Linked DNA regions of Mus musculus: region 2 is linked to region 1. Evidence: chromatin contacts called from public Hi-C data. All regions are on one chromosome and are shown on one strand. The core of a region is the stretch at or near the end of the contact, and the rest is flanking DNA. Distances in the headings are between cores, read along the strand shown. Region 1 overlaps Ddah1 (dimethylarginine dimethylaminohydrolase 1). Region 2 has its middle 28 kb from the start of Ddah1.

Region 1 (7,289 bases), core at 199-2,698:
GGGAGGGCAGATCTCCCACCTGTCAATCTGACTCACATGTGCCCAAGGGTGACAACCGGGCAGAAGGACCATCATCACTGCCCACTCCTTGTTTACCATCGAGGGAACACACTAAGTCTCCAAGGTACCGGAGTTGAGAAAGTGCCAATAAGAGACCAGACTTCCTTCCCCTCTCCCCATCAACTTCCTCCAGGGATTGGTCCTCTCCTTCTTTGGCCGTACTTGAGTTTTCTTCAGTTGATGATGGCATTTGTTTGAAATTCTAATCTCTGCTTTTCCTCACTCTTTTCTTAATCACCTTTTCCTGAGCTGTATTCATTAGAGCATCTGAGGGGGCATTCCAGAAATTACAGACATAAGGGCTGGCAGCCAAGCTGGAATAGTTTGAAGATAGTTTCATTTTTTCTTTCATTACTGGGAAGAAAAAGAATTATAATTTTCTTAATGGGGGAATAATTTAATGCTGAAGATATATGAAGCAATTTACTGATAAATTCTACTGAGGGTTTCTCTTAAAACAAATGCCTTAACAGATTACCAGTACTACCTCAGGAGGACCCTTCCAATTAATTTAGCCTCCTTGTTATCATCCTGGCCTCCTTGTTATCATTTTGTGGCAAATTATAAACCATGCTGTAAGAAATGACTTTTAATAATGAACTGGATATACACACATGGAGCTGTGAACAGTGCTGTCCCACTCAAAAACCAAAAGCTTCATATATCTGGGTCTCTCTCTCTCTCTCTCTCTCTCTCTCTCTCTCTCTCTCTCTCTCTCTCTCTCTCTCTCTCTCTCCCTCTCTCCCTAAATGATTTTAAAACAGTAACTGTAGATAATAGACAAGCAACCCTTCTTTTTCATAGAAGAGACACAGGGGGTTGATTATTTTGGACTTGCAGTATGTCTGCCATGTTAGCTGAGGACCAGGCTCCCCTTTCCTGTCCAAAGGGTTCATTTGCATTGCCTGTGTGCTGTTATTGACTGGTGAGATGGTTTGCCATTCACTTATAGCTGCGTCCAGGACACACACACACACACACACACACACACACACACACACACACACACGATACAGTGAATTTGCTGTTTAGAGGCGGGTGAATGGTGCAGGGATCACAACTCTTCATGGTGTGTTCTTATATGTGTGCATTTCTGTGTGTGTGTGTGTCTGTGTATTCATATAGATGCGTGAGTGTGTATGTGTGTATGTATGTGTGTGCATTTGTGTGGCAATGGTGTGTGCATGTGTGTTACCAAAAGGATGAACTGACACTGGGCACCCTGGCAGGATAACACTTCAAAGGGCCCAGGCTCCCGGAGAACAAGCAGAGGTGACAGTAACCGACAGGCTTTCTCTTCCCTTCTTGGACACTCAGTCTTGGGGAAAGATGAACATGATCCTAAGCATCCCAAGAATGTGACTGCTGGGCTGACTTCCAGGATTTTCCTTTTCTTAAGAAGGATGGAGGAAGTGGCTTTGTTCCAGAGTTCTTGGTAAAATGTCTGTGTAGCAGTAAGGACTGAACTTCCTGCTTGTCATAGCACCCAGCACCAAAACGGAAGCAGAAAGCACCTAAACTCTCTCTGTGCGTCAGCAAATTCCTCCTGGAGCAGCTTCCTCTGTATCCCCAGAGGCCTCAGGTTCAACTGGGAAAAGTCCACCTAAGTGCCACGCTATCCAGCCTGTGGGGGGTGGGGGTGGGGAAGATTTCAGAGGCAGGCTACATTCCAAATGTTGTCTCTGACTTTTGTCAGTGGAATTATTATTCTACTTTGAGTAACCAAATCAGAATGGTGATAATTGGGTCTGGAAGCTATTGATGTCTGGACCAACTCAACAGGCTTCACAGAGTGCCTGTCCCCTTGGGGCCAGCCACAAGGACCAAGTCAGGTGGTATGCAAATAGACAGATGCAAGGATATTCTAAGTGTTGCCTGCTGGAGGTGACAATCTGTAATTCAAGCATGGTGCCAAGCATGGGGAGGGTGGAGTCTACCTCTCTTATCGCAGGCACCTTCTTAACCCAGAAGGCACACAGTCCTAGAGAGAAAGGGGCTCTGGGCATCTCTGGGGCCACAGCAGCATCCTTGGATCTCTCAAAGCTGCTTTCTTGGAGGGCCTGGCCTGGCTCCCCTGAGTGGAGTTGCCACAAAGCAATGGGAACCAGTGGGAACACGCTGGCTTTCAGCCTGACACTCTATGCACAGCCAGTCACATTAAGCAGGCATTTCCGGCTGTTTCCCACATTTCTGGGAATTTTCTCATTGAAAGGATTGGAAGGCAGCCCTATTCTTCTGCTTCTTACTCATGCCTTCTTTGTATTACAGCAATTACATTAAAAAAAAAATCCTGGGCCGAGTGGTTGGACAGAACAACTTAAGGCTTAATTGGTCAAATACTGAGGCAAAGAGATAAAGAAGGCATTTAAAGATGGTTAGGAAATATTCCAAGCACATTTTTGGCTTGCTCATAATTGATCTTTCCATGATAGATATGTATGTACCCATCTTAACACAGTAAAATGAAATCAATATTAAAAGCAAGTAATTATAGACTCCACCAAGAGATACAGGACCCAACGCACAATCACTTCTCATTGCTACTAGGTAGCTGAAATAACTCTTTATTGGTTTATCATGCATCAGGAGTTTTATTGAAAGCCTAGCAATATATGGCAGTCTCCAAATCCTGGCCATCCTTTTAGGGCTCAGCCAGTATAACTGGATAATATTATAAATTGCTAACATGGCTTCACATTTCATGGGCTCTCACAGCTGGGCTTGGAATGAACACATTCTGAGAGCCATGTCTCTAGTTAAATAAATGACTGTACTGAGGATTAGAACCCGAGCGAGCTCTCTACCATGAAGCTAGGTCTCCTGTCCGCGGCTGTGTGCCATGTTTGCTTGTTTTTGAGACAGGCTCTCATCTCATAACTTTTGCTGTTCTACTCGCGGTGACCTGTCTGCATCTGTAAAGTGCTGGCAATAAAGCTGTGTGACACCACACTTGGCTTGGATGTGTGTTATTTTATTTTGTTTTATTTTAATATTTTGAGTCAGGGTTTCTCTGTGTAGTCCTGGAAATTCACTCTGCAGACCAGCCTGGCCTCAAACTCAGGCATCAGCCTGCCTCTGCCTCCCAAGTGCTGGGATTAAGGACATGCACCACCACCTGACTTCAGATATGTAATACGTATATACACACATATATACACATATATGTATATGTATATATGTACATGTATATATGAGTACACTGTAGCTGTCTTCAGACACACCACCAGAAGAGGGCATCATATCCCATTACAGATTGTGAGCCACCATGTGGTTGCTGGGAGTTGAACTCAGGACCTCTGGAAGTGGTCAGTGTTCTTAACCACGGAGCCATCTCTCCAGCTCCCAGATGTGTATTTTTATAAATAATATTTTTTACTCATTCTTTGAGGATTTCCTAGTAGTATACAATGTGTTTTGGTTACATCCATCTCCACACCCCTCTTCCACCTTTTCCCCAACACGCTCCTCTTCGAATTTTACTTTATTTCGAAAAAATATAGACCCCACCAAATCCAATTGGTGCTACCCATATGGGCATGAGTGTGGAGCCAACCACTGGATCATGGGCTACCTCCCAACGGCCACTCTCAAAGAAAAATGACTCTTCACTCTGGAGCAGCCATCAACTGTCAATGGCTCCTCAGCCAGCCGTGGGACCCAGGAGCTCGCCTCATCTATGCTGGGAAGCTGGCTGGCTTGAGCTCCTACAGGCAGCCGCAGCTCTGTGTCCCGAAGGCAGCATCCCACAGCACTGGTCCCCATCCTCCTCACAGTCTCCCTGCTCCCTCTTCACTGTTCCTGAACCCTGGTGGGATGGTGATGCGTCTCATAGAGGGCTGTGCACTCACAATCATGGTTTCCGTACGTCTACTGGTTCTGCCTTAACTGTGGCCTGACGTGGGAAGTAGCCCGTTCTTTCTGCTCTCCTGGGTGCAGACAAAGCAACGTACAGAAAGGAAGGGCTGGGTTTTGGCTCTCAACCAAAGCACAGAAGGCAAGGTACAGCTCTGCTCAGGTGTAACCAAAGCCAGGTAGCAGGGGGAGGTGAGTGCTGGTGCTCAGTCCTAGTCTCCCCCCAAAGCCAGGCAGCAGGGGGAGGTGAGTGCTGGTGCTCAGTCCCAGTCTCCCCCCAAAGCCAGGCAGCAGGGGGAGGTGAGTGCTGGTGCTCAGTCCCAGTCTCCTTTGCACACAGTCTGAGACCTGATCCTATCAATCAGTGCCTCCCACATTCAGGGTGGGTCTTCCTGCTCTGTTAAACCTTTCTGGAGGCACTCTCAGATTCATCCAGACATATGTTTCCATGGTGATTCTAAATCCTACTACGTTGACAAGATTAACTGTCCCAGTAACCTAAATCCCACCATCAAAGATTTAATCTCTTGGGTTTTGGAGGCAGCTGATCTTTAAGCATCGTTCTTGGTCAGAGAGAATGGAAAACATTCAGCTTGTGTTTGTGGGTGTGTGTATTCTCTTCCTCTTTTCAATTTGTTTCTCACCACGACCCTCCCTGTGTATGTGGTGATGTCATCTCTCTCTTCATGTGAAAGTAAGACAAGTGCAGAGAAATTCACTAATACGTCCAGGGTCACTCACTCACTTAGACAGGCAATGTAGGCTTCAAGCCTGCGTGTGTCTGACTTCCCATGCCTACCTTCATCCTGACAAGACAAACCACCATCTTATCACCCAAAAGACTAGACTCACAGGTTCACTGGAAGCCCATGGTGACATACGTTTTCCTATAGAGTTTTCTCGGCATTTGCATATTAGCAGGTTTGTGTGCAAATGCATTCCGTACAGTGTCTGGTCTTTGAAGTCATCTGAGTTTGTGTCTGGCCTTACATGGTTTGTTTTGTTTGAAATTATTTTGTTTTTAGGTAAAAGAGAGAGCAGAGCCTTTGGAAGGGAGGAGGGGGTGAGTGAAGGCCATTTGATCTCGAGAGCGGAGAGGAGCAGAAGTGGTGAAGAGCCAAACCCTCTTTACAGTGACGTCCTGGATTAATGTGGCCACTGTGACCCGCTATTGGCAGTTTAGCCTGCCTGGCTGTGGAAGGCTTGTCTGGAGGGTAGGGATGAGTTGGTGCCCACAGAGAGCATCCTAATTATTGTTTTCTGACTCACGATAAGGAAAGCCATCAATGTGATTCCCAATTATATAACTTGGTGTAGCAAACCTGGACCCCAGCAGCTAGGAAAGGATTCCAAGGACTTGCTTAGCCCCTGCATCTTCAGACGTATCGTACCCATGTTTGCTCTAAGGATGAGCCGCATCCCGTTCATAAGCAGTGTCAAAGCTTCCAGTGCTCTCCGCTGGAAATTTAATTTTGTGATCAATTCTCACAGATCCTTTGGTTGAGTTTGCAGAGCTTATGCGTCTGAGGAAGTGACAGATCCGCATTGTGCCTATGTAGCTGCTGGCTGACAGTTCTGTTTATGCTAATGTACAATACCAATGAAACAAAGAAGGCATTTATTGGAGTTTTGTTTGGGGCGATGGGAGTGCGCTCTCTGATGAACTGCACAACCTTTTGAATCCTGGAAGAGCGTCTCATCATGCCCCTCCCCCAAGTTATGGCTAAACACATAACACATTCTTAAGGTCTCCTTTCTCCCCTTGAAGTGGGGTCTGGCCATGCGGCTGAGCCAGCCTTGTACAGGAACTGGTGTGATGGCGGCCATTTACAACCTCCTCTGCATTAACATATGTTTCAATTTAACCTGCGCTAGTCAGATTTCCTCCATCATTTACATTTAGACCGAAGGTTCTTAAATTGAAGGTTTGACACCACTCGGGGTAGGGTCAGTCATTTACTCTTTGGCAATAGTGAAAGGTTTCCAAAACTGTTACGGCTAAAAATCAGTTCAAAACCAAAATGTGTGGTGTGTCCAAGGTGTTTCTGGCAATGCCTGCCCATTCTGCATTACGTGACTTCACTGAAGCCTTGAATTGGAACGCAAAAATGTGAGCCCTACACCACACAGGCTATCAGAGCAGGCACTGTCCACAGAGGTGGCAGGGAACTCCTCAGCGTACAGCTGCAACAAGCGTGTACTATAAACAGCGATCTTGACTCTGCACGCAACGATTTCTGCTCTTCTAGGAACGTAACGGCTTCCTTACAGGAAACGATGGCTTTCCACCATTGTGCAGAATGCTAAGTACTGAATTATTTTACGTTTGGATTGCATTGTGTTAGATAAATGGGCATGCCCATCGTGTCAGAGTGGTTGCTTCGAACTTTAATTAGTGGTAAAATACATATATCCCAAAGAACTTTTAATATATTTTTTTCAAAATTTGTTCTCAGTAAAGGTTTGATTTGTATATCTATTTCGCACACCTATATACCCAGGCTACGCACAAAGCTGTCAGATGACAAGTCATGGTTGGGAAGGCTCAGAAGTCCCCATCAGTTATGAGCTACCCCAGGACATCACTGTTACACAGAGACAACATGCACCAATAACCTCAACAACAGCCAAGGGCAAGATACAGTAATGCAATCTTGGAAGATAGACATTTTGAATATTTACTACATTTGTTTATAATTTATTTAATTCTAAGTATAAAAATTTATTTTTTAAAAAAACGTGTGGGTGTTCTGCCTGCGTATATTCTTGTGTACCATATATGTGCCTGGTGTCTGTGAAGGCCAGAAAAGGGCATCAGATCCCTCAGGCTGGAGTTATGGGTAGTTTTGAGTTGCCATGCAGGTACTGGGAATTGAACCTGGGTCCCCCGAAAGAGCAACCAGTGCTCTTAACCCCTGGCAGAGAAGCAATCTCTGAAAACATTAATAATTCTTCTCCTCCTCCTCCTCCTCCTCCTCCTCCCCCTCCCCTCCCCTCCCCTCCCCTTCCCTCCTCCTCCTCCTCCTTCTCCTCCTCTTCCTCCTCCTCCTCCTCCTTGACAGTGCTAACATAGGTAGCCCTGGCTAGCCTCCAGCTTAAAATCCTCTTCTTTCTGCCTTTTACACACTGAGATCCCAGGTGTATACCACTAAATCGAGCTGCAAAAGTAATAGTTAACAGCAGTTAAGTTTAACAGCCCAACCTGTAAATTTTTCCCAAGTTTTATAGTCAGCTCTCAGAGGTTAGTAGGACCCTCCTCCTCAGCAAGCCAATCACCCCCCCCCCTTTCATGAGACCCTGTAGTTTTATGAGACTGGATGTTAGTGTAAGTGGCCTACCCTTATGCTACTATAAGGTTGATGTTAGTGTAAGTGGCC
Region 2 (7,342 bases), core at 3,765-6,264, 160 kb after region 1:
ATGGGAACATGGCTGTCTTTGAAGGTGAAAATTATATTAAGTCATAGAGTGATGGAATACATGTTTGCTATGCTTTTGCTTATAACAGTAGTCCACTGACATCTGTCATTGGCCAAGCATGCTACACAGGCCATTCTAAGGATGTTCTGTGCATTTAGTACCTTTTATGAGTAAAATTCAAATGGTTATTCAGTCTGGAAAAATGAACGAAAAATGAAGAGAGGAAAAGGTACAGCTGCAAAACAAGAGGGCATCACACAGAAGCAAAATAGACTGTGCGCTACGGAAAGCTGCGCTACTGAAAGGTTTGACTATATCTGAAGGGAGAAAAGGCACAGCAGAGGGACTGTATAAAGGCAGAACAGAGCAGGACACCCTGAAAGTAGGGGTAGAACTGGACTGGGGGTAAAGGAGACACAGACACAGGAGTTCCGGATAGAACAGGCAGGCTTTAAGTCTAGGTGACAGGGTAGCAAGGCAACTCTTAGCTATGATAGGATGATAAGAATTTAGTGTGAGGTAACAGCCCATTTTAATATACTGTACATTGTGTTGGAGTGCTAATGAGACTTTGAGGTTAAACTTAGAGCAGGCATTTATTTATCATGGGTTGAAGAGAGAGATCTGTGGGTAGTTTCAAAGAGTGTTCACGAGAACAAGACAGAAGAAAAGGATGGAATGAGGGGAACCACTCATATTCTGAGATAGAAAGAAAGATGCTGACTGGAAGAGAGTTAAAAAATAACCAGATAAACCAGTGTTGTAAGATAACAGAAGCCTGGAGAGGCGAATGCTGCTCACAGCATCTCGGATGCTGGAAGAGACAGGCACATACTCACCTTCCACAGAGGTCCAACTTTAAGGTAACAAATCAGAAGTTGGGTAGAGAGTAATGTCTATAACTTGTTTATATTGATAAGTTCTAGATGATTCTGAAGTGGGAAGGTAGGCTGAAGGTGAAATTTCCTATCCGTGTTCCTCTTCAGGTTACAGAGTGCTTCCCACACATCTCCTCATCTGATAACCCCTCAGCTGGGTAGTCCTGGAAAGGGAGGGAGGGAGGGAGGGGGGGAGGGAGGAAGGGAGGGAGGGAGGGAGGAAGGGAGGGAGGGAGGGAGGGAGGGAGGGAGGGAGGGAGGGAGAGAGAGAGAGAGAGAGAGAGAGAGAGAAAACAGGGATAACTGAAGATGAGCTCTTTCCTCCTCCGCACCTCATGCAGTAAAGGAAGGAAGACTTGAGCGCAAAGGCAAAGTTGGACACCTCAACCCTGAGGAAGAAGAAAAGTGACCGTGGGACGATAAGGATGCTTTGGTGTTAAAAACAAAGATTCTAACCAAAGGCCAGACGCTCATCAAGGTGATCCTGAGCTGAGGGCCAAGTTCCCAAAAGACACGTGAGACAGTGGGGAAATTGATGATGGTGGCAGCTAAATAAAAGTACAGGCCACAGCCCTCAGATTGTGACATGAAAGTCTTTCTACTCAGAGTGTGGCAAGTGGACACTGAACCACTGGAGATGAGAAGAAATGGTTTGAATCTGCAAGTGAGCCCACAGATACCTCGAGAAGACCTTGTCCATTTTTTAAATCCAATTAACAATTCCACTCCAAGCCCCACTCCACGGGGAGGTGGGGGTGACAGCCTGTTAGAAGAATGTATTCCAAATATATACACTTCAGCTTTCACACAGCAGAGATGCTGGCTACCCCAGCCACAGCCACGCTTCGTCACCAGACACGGGTATTCAAAACTGCCTTCTGAGAAAAGCGCAACACTTAAGACAAACATTTATGCACTAAGCTTGGTGGCTCACATCTGCAATCCCAGCTCCCACATAGTGGAAGCCGGAGGATTTTAAGTTCAAAGGCAGCCCAGACTCTGCCTCCTCAGAAGATAAAATGAGGAACTGGGGCCTCTGGGTAGAACTGGACTGAGGTCACCTGTGTCTGAATCTCAACTGACACAGACGACACAGACTTGGGCAGCTGCCCTGTAGTGTGTCCGTTCAGTGGCAAGAGCCACTGGGGACTCTGTAGTCAGTTCAATCAGCTGCACACAACTCTTTTCAGAACGGGCATCATTGTAATAAGCAAGCAAAAAGAGTCACATGCGCTTAAAGTTCTGTTATGTGCACTGGTGTTCTAACAGCTAACGCAAAGGGTAGATTTGGACCAAAGACTCACCTGGTGACTGGCTGAGCAAACAGGAGCTAATGGGCGTGTCCCATGGGCTGCTCAGCCCAGAAGGGAGGCCATTATCATTTTTCTTTTTTCTCTTTTTCCGAGACAGGGTTTCTCTGTGTAACCCTGGCTGTCCTAGAACTCTCTGTGGACCACACTGGCCTCAAACTTACAGAAATCTGCCTGCTTCTGCCTCCCCAGAGCTAGGAATAACGGTGTGTGCCGCTACTGCCCAGTTTTCACAACTCTTATTATTTTTATTTGGGGTGTGTGTGTGTGTGTGTGTGTGTTCAGAGGTTCCTGAACTTGTGCCTTCATAAGCCGTCCATCCGTTATAATATTAAAGACAGTATTTTATGACTATGTCAATATAAAGATGAATCAAATGTTCTGAAATAATACACTATAGCAGTAGGTCCCCCTTCCTTGGAATCAACCAAGGGCAGACTGAAATTATTTTTAAAGCTTGTGTCAATATTGAACACGCATATGCTTTTTTTCTCGTTATTGCCCAGACAAAACACTTAAGCATGCATTTCCATAGCACTTGCATCACAGTAGGTGTCTCAAGTGACCCAGAGATTATTTGAAGCACACGGGAGGGTGTGTAGAGATAACATGCAAATCCTGCATCATTTTCACAGAGGGTACAAGGGCATCCAAGGAGCTGGGCATCCCAGGGAACCCTAAAGCAGTCTTCTAAAGACATCAAGTGTAACATGTATTTCTAAGTCTCTAGATCTATTGTGGTGACAGGGGCCACGTTTACAGTTTCTATCATCTCGATTCATTTTCTGTTGCTATTGCAAAACACTGCAGGAGGCTGGGAAACCCAAGAGCATGGTGCTGTCTTGGCTGGGGAAGTCATGGGGGAGCTTCATGCTGCTTCCTAAGCAAGCATACTCCAGGGGGATCTAGAAACTGGGCCAAGTCACTCTCTTGGTTAGGAATCTCCTCTTACTGTAACTAAGCCTTCCCTTTGAAGGCACTGTCATTCGATCGATTTGTGACGGCTCTGCTCCAATAACAGAATCATCTCTTGATGGCCCTGCCTTTCCATACTGTTCCAGGGACAACTGACTTCCAACATGTGCTCTGGAGGAGACCTCTGCGCCCCGTCACCTGTGGCTAAGTCAGTGTCAGCCAGCGTGTGTTAAATGTATGTCCACTGAGAGAATGACCAGAGAACACGGCTTACAGTTAGCTCAGCAATGCTGCTTCCTACCGCTGCTGTTTGGGAATGACTTTCCGCTTAAAATATTTTTCAGAGGCAACCAATTAATAAACTCTCGACAAAAACACAGACATCCACTTAATCCCAAGCCAGCTATTGAAGCACAGAACTATAAACAAAACTAAACCCAAGAGCTCTGTTAGAAAGCTGTCAAACTGGCAAAACAAATATTTTTCAATAACATCACAGACTGCTATAATATTGAACAAATACAGCACACCTTCTAAATGATGAAATCCAAATATTTTCTTTTAAAAATTCTGACATTCCAAAAGAGGCTGTTCATAAGGCGGGGACTTTGAACGTGTGGGCTGGTGCTTGGACTGTATTGTACCTGAGCAGAGCTAAGGAACCTATATACGTATTTCATAAATAGAAAATTGGCTGATTAAATGTGAGGCATGGATAAATAGGACTGAACATAATGCACTGAAACACAGCCATCTTAGAGGAACGATTTATCTGTGCACGGAGCTGTTTCTTCCAACAGTTCAATGCTTACTATTTAATATCAGCATAAAGTACAGAAGGCAGCTCTTTAGTTCCTAGCAAGGTGAAACTGGTGGCCAAGTGTTTTGCTTTGGGACGCAACCAGACTGACAACCGTGGCCTTAAAATGTAGATGGCCTGTCCGAGTGTTTTCCCGAGCTTCCAAACGCAGTGAACGGTGTTCATCAAGAGGCATCTTTGTATTGTCTGGGTAGAGCTGTGTGCAAATTAGTTCCTAGGTCATAATTCACCCTCACTCTTCTGAAGGGAAATTATACATATGAAGTCATGTTAGTATTTATGGGATAGGCATTTACCAGAAAGCTCTCAAAGGCTGCATAATGAAATAGCATTAAAGCCCCCTAAATTAATTAACCATAATACTGGAATAGATTCCACTAATGGTTCTACTTCCCAGACACCACTCTCCTTTTAATATTTCTTAAAGGAAAACAATCACATTTTTCATCCCCTTTTACTGACATTTAGCCACCAGGAGCAGAAACCTGTCCACACCCCTGGGACAGCAGGAGGGTGAGGTCACCGACTGGTCACACTCTCTAGTTTCTCTCCTCTCCAAGGGCATCGGCTGCTCCAGCAGCTGACACATCCTGCTGTCCTTGGAAACAGGAAACCAGCCTAGAGTTTCTTTCGGGCTATCTCCAGCATTGCATTAGCAGATTGTCAGGCTTCCCAGACCCTTGTAAATACCTTTCACTGATGGAGTGGGTGAAGGCTCCCAGGGACTGGTGAACAGGGAAGGGTATTTGTGATTGGCAGGGGAAGGACCTGGCTCAGCTGCTGGCCATCGTGGGATGGCTCTGGAGATGAAAGAAGCAAAAGACAAAGAGGAAACACAAGGCCATTTGGTCCATCTCACACAGATGAGCAGACTGATGTCTGCTCCTAGAACAGCCCAGGCCTCTTGGGAGGTCAATGCTGCCCAGGCGAAGGCCCAGCAAAGGGAAGTTCAGATGATCCATGCAGTAGACCCACAAATTGAAGCGATTCAACCAGCTGTCCATCAAAGCAGCAAGTCATCTTCCCACATGCCCAGCTTGGGTCACTATCTCACTGGCTAGCAGTGCCAGCAGAGGGCAGCCAGAGAAAGGAGAGGAGTCCTGTTGTAGACAGAGCTACCGTCTTCTGGACAAGTTGTGGCAAATACTCTGGGTTACTCACAGTAACAGCGGACTTCCTGTTCTTCAGTCACACACCCACCTCATCTGCATTTGTCTTTGTAGTTCTCTGGGTCATCTCTCCCAAAGAATGAATAAGTTGGTCTATGAAGGGGTGGATGGGGTGGGAGCTACAAAGTCATCCATGCTAACTCTTGACAACCTAGGGAAGAGTGGCTTTTTGTGTGCTAAAGCTGCTGGTGGTGTTTGTAAATACAAGCACAGACCCTTAAGTCGTGCTTGATTTTAAAAAAATAAGTAAAACTGGATGTGGGGAAGCTAGAGAGATGGCTCAGCAGTTAATAGCATTTGCTGTTCTTGCTAAAGACCTGGGTTCACTCTCCACCTCCCACTTGTTTGTAGCTTCAGTTCCAGGGTATCCACCATCTCCATGGGCCCCAGGCACACACGTGGCCCACAGCAGACATACCTGAAGGCAAAACGCTTATATACTTATACTCATACTGTGGCGTGTGCCCCCACAAGCATGTCGTGTGCACATGATAGTAATTTTTTTAATTCAAGGGAAATGTTGAAAATGTACAGAGTTTTTTCTTGTCAAAATTCTCTGAAGAGCACATAATAATATGTGTATAATGTTGCATCCTATTGAGTGTAGTAGTTATAAAAGTCAATGGAAACTTACAGGAAGGTGGAGGGTTACTGCAAACGTGCACCGTCTTACACCAGGGACTTGAGAAATGTCAAATCTTATACCCTCTGGTGGGAGGGAAGTCCTGGAACCAATTTCCAGGGTACTCCAAGAGACTGCTGTGCAGTGGAAATGGCTTATCAATGCAGAGTAAGGCTCACTGAAGGCGCAGATGTAATTTTTAAAAATCCGAACAGACTGCGGTGACAGGCTCACAGAGAGGACCTGTATGTGTCCTGCTGTACTTTGGTGGGCATAAGAAAAGTCTCATTGGCTCTTAGTCCCAGGCCTTTGTGGCAATCAGCTCGAGTGGAGGAGATGGGGAATTCAGGATTGGTTGGCATTCTAAGAGGAAAAACTATTCGGTATCTTTCCATGTCACTCACTAAGATCTGTGTGACACTGTCATGAGCAATCCACTACCCAGAGGTCTTCATCAGATAAACAGGACTTTGAGATTCACGGCCAAGGAATGTAGGCTGGAGAGGCACTCCCAGCGCCAGCTGCTACCTGCACAGCCAAGTGCTGTGGCTGGCGAGGGACCAAGGAGGCATGCTGCAACTGGGAGCCCCAACAACCAGCCACAACCCCCGCAGGTCTTAATCCCGAAATGAAAAGTAATTGCTCTTGGCTTAAAGAAGAAAGGAAAACACCATCCTTAGCTGGATTGTGTATCATTGGTTCCCCCATCCGCCCCCCACTCCTGCCTCCCAAACTGTGCTGAACACCAGATTCTGAAAACCTGCTTGACATTTGAAAATGAGAGAAAATAAGTGTTTTCTGTCAATGTTATTTAAATCTACCCAGGAACACTAACACAGGAGAATATTTGACTGCAGATGTTTTGATTAATATGATTAAGTAGATGGGTTTCTGCCTTTAGCTCTAAGGAACAGTACTTTAATGGTAACTTACCTGAAACTAATTGTAGAAGACCTGGGTGGAAAAAACAGCCCTTTGGTTTATATTTTGAAGCTGAGGTTTGATTTTCCTGCAGAAAAGTCTGGGCCAAGGCTGCCCGAACTGGCTTTTAGTACAGATGGAATTATAACTGAAAAATTTGGAGGAAAGGGGAGGGGAAGCCGTCGTGTTAATATATTCCTGTAGTGGAATTGTCTTCTCAGCAGGAAAAAAAAAAGAAAGAGAGAAAACTCATAAAAATTCATAAAGGAACAGCTGCAAGTTTAAATTATTGTCACGGGGAACTGAAGATAGTTCTAACCTGCAATCGAATAAGTAATATTTCTATTTGTATTTGTTTGCCTTTGCCCAGGGTTCTGTATACACTCTCCATTCTTCCTTAAGGTTCAGGGAACACGGACACTGAGCAAAAACACCAAGAGCAAGAATAAAAAAAACAAATCTCACCTTTCAGGTTCCAGGTTCCAAGTTCTAAATGATGTGTGTTAATTTAGATAGTCTTCAATGGACTCCTAATGACACAGAACTAATTAAAAGAATTCTCACCCCTGGAACCAAGGCTGCTGGGTTTCCTCTTCAGTTGAGCCAAATCAGACTCTTTATACAGACAGCAATTTCGTGTGGATTAATTCAATACTACAGGCCCCCGCAGGAGTCTCAGCAATCAATTCCACCCAGCCAGAAAGCAA

Evidence for each region. Hi-C and Micro-C count contacts between places; a contact is called where the count stands out from the background.
Region 2: a Hi-C map of the N1E-115 cell line shows a contact between it and region 1, with 5 times the contacts expected there. The contact joins two enhancer-like sites. A contact is called at or near these places in 5 of 484 Hi-C or Micro-C datasets (the N1E-115 cell line, cumulus cells, lens fibers and 2 more) and 1 of 115 datasets of contacts at active chromatin or transcription factors (pancreatic cancer cells).

The regions. Positions count from the first base shown.
Region 1 is chr3:145,880,475-145,887,763 of GRCm38.p6, reverse strand. All of the region lies in intron 4 of Ddah1 (dimethylarginine dimethylaminohydrolase 1), which reads right to left. All of the region lies in intron 1 of Gm35187 (a long non-coding RNA gene), which reads left to right. Among named protein-coding and RNA genes, the nearest start is that of Gm35187, 6.6 kb to the left of the region's middle. Within about 2 kb of position 1,448, at least 94 of the 459 cell types and tissues checked have an H3K27ac peak or open chromatin away from gene starts, as enhancers often do. A contact at or near this core is called in the N1E-115 cell line, muscle stem cells and pancreatic cancer cells, where this site is marked.
Region 2 is chr3:145,727,428-145,734,769 of GRCm38.p6, reverse strand. No RefSeq gene overlaps it. Among named protein-coding and RNA genes, the nearest start is that of Ddah1, 28 kb to the left of the region's middle. Within about 2 kb of position 5,014, at least 82 of the 459 cell types and tissues checked have an H3K27ac peak or open chromatin away from gene starts, as enhancers often do. A contact at or near this core is called in the N1E-115 cell line, muscle stem cells and pancreatic cancer cells, where this site is marked.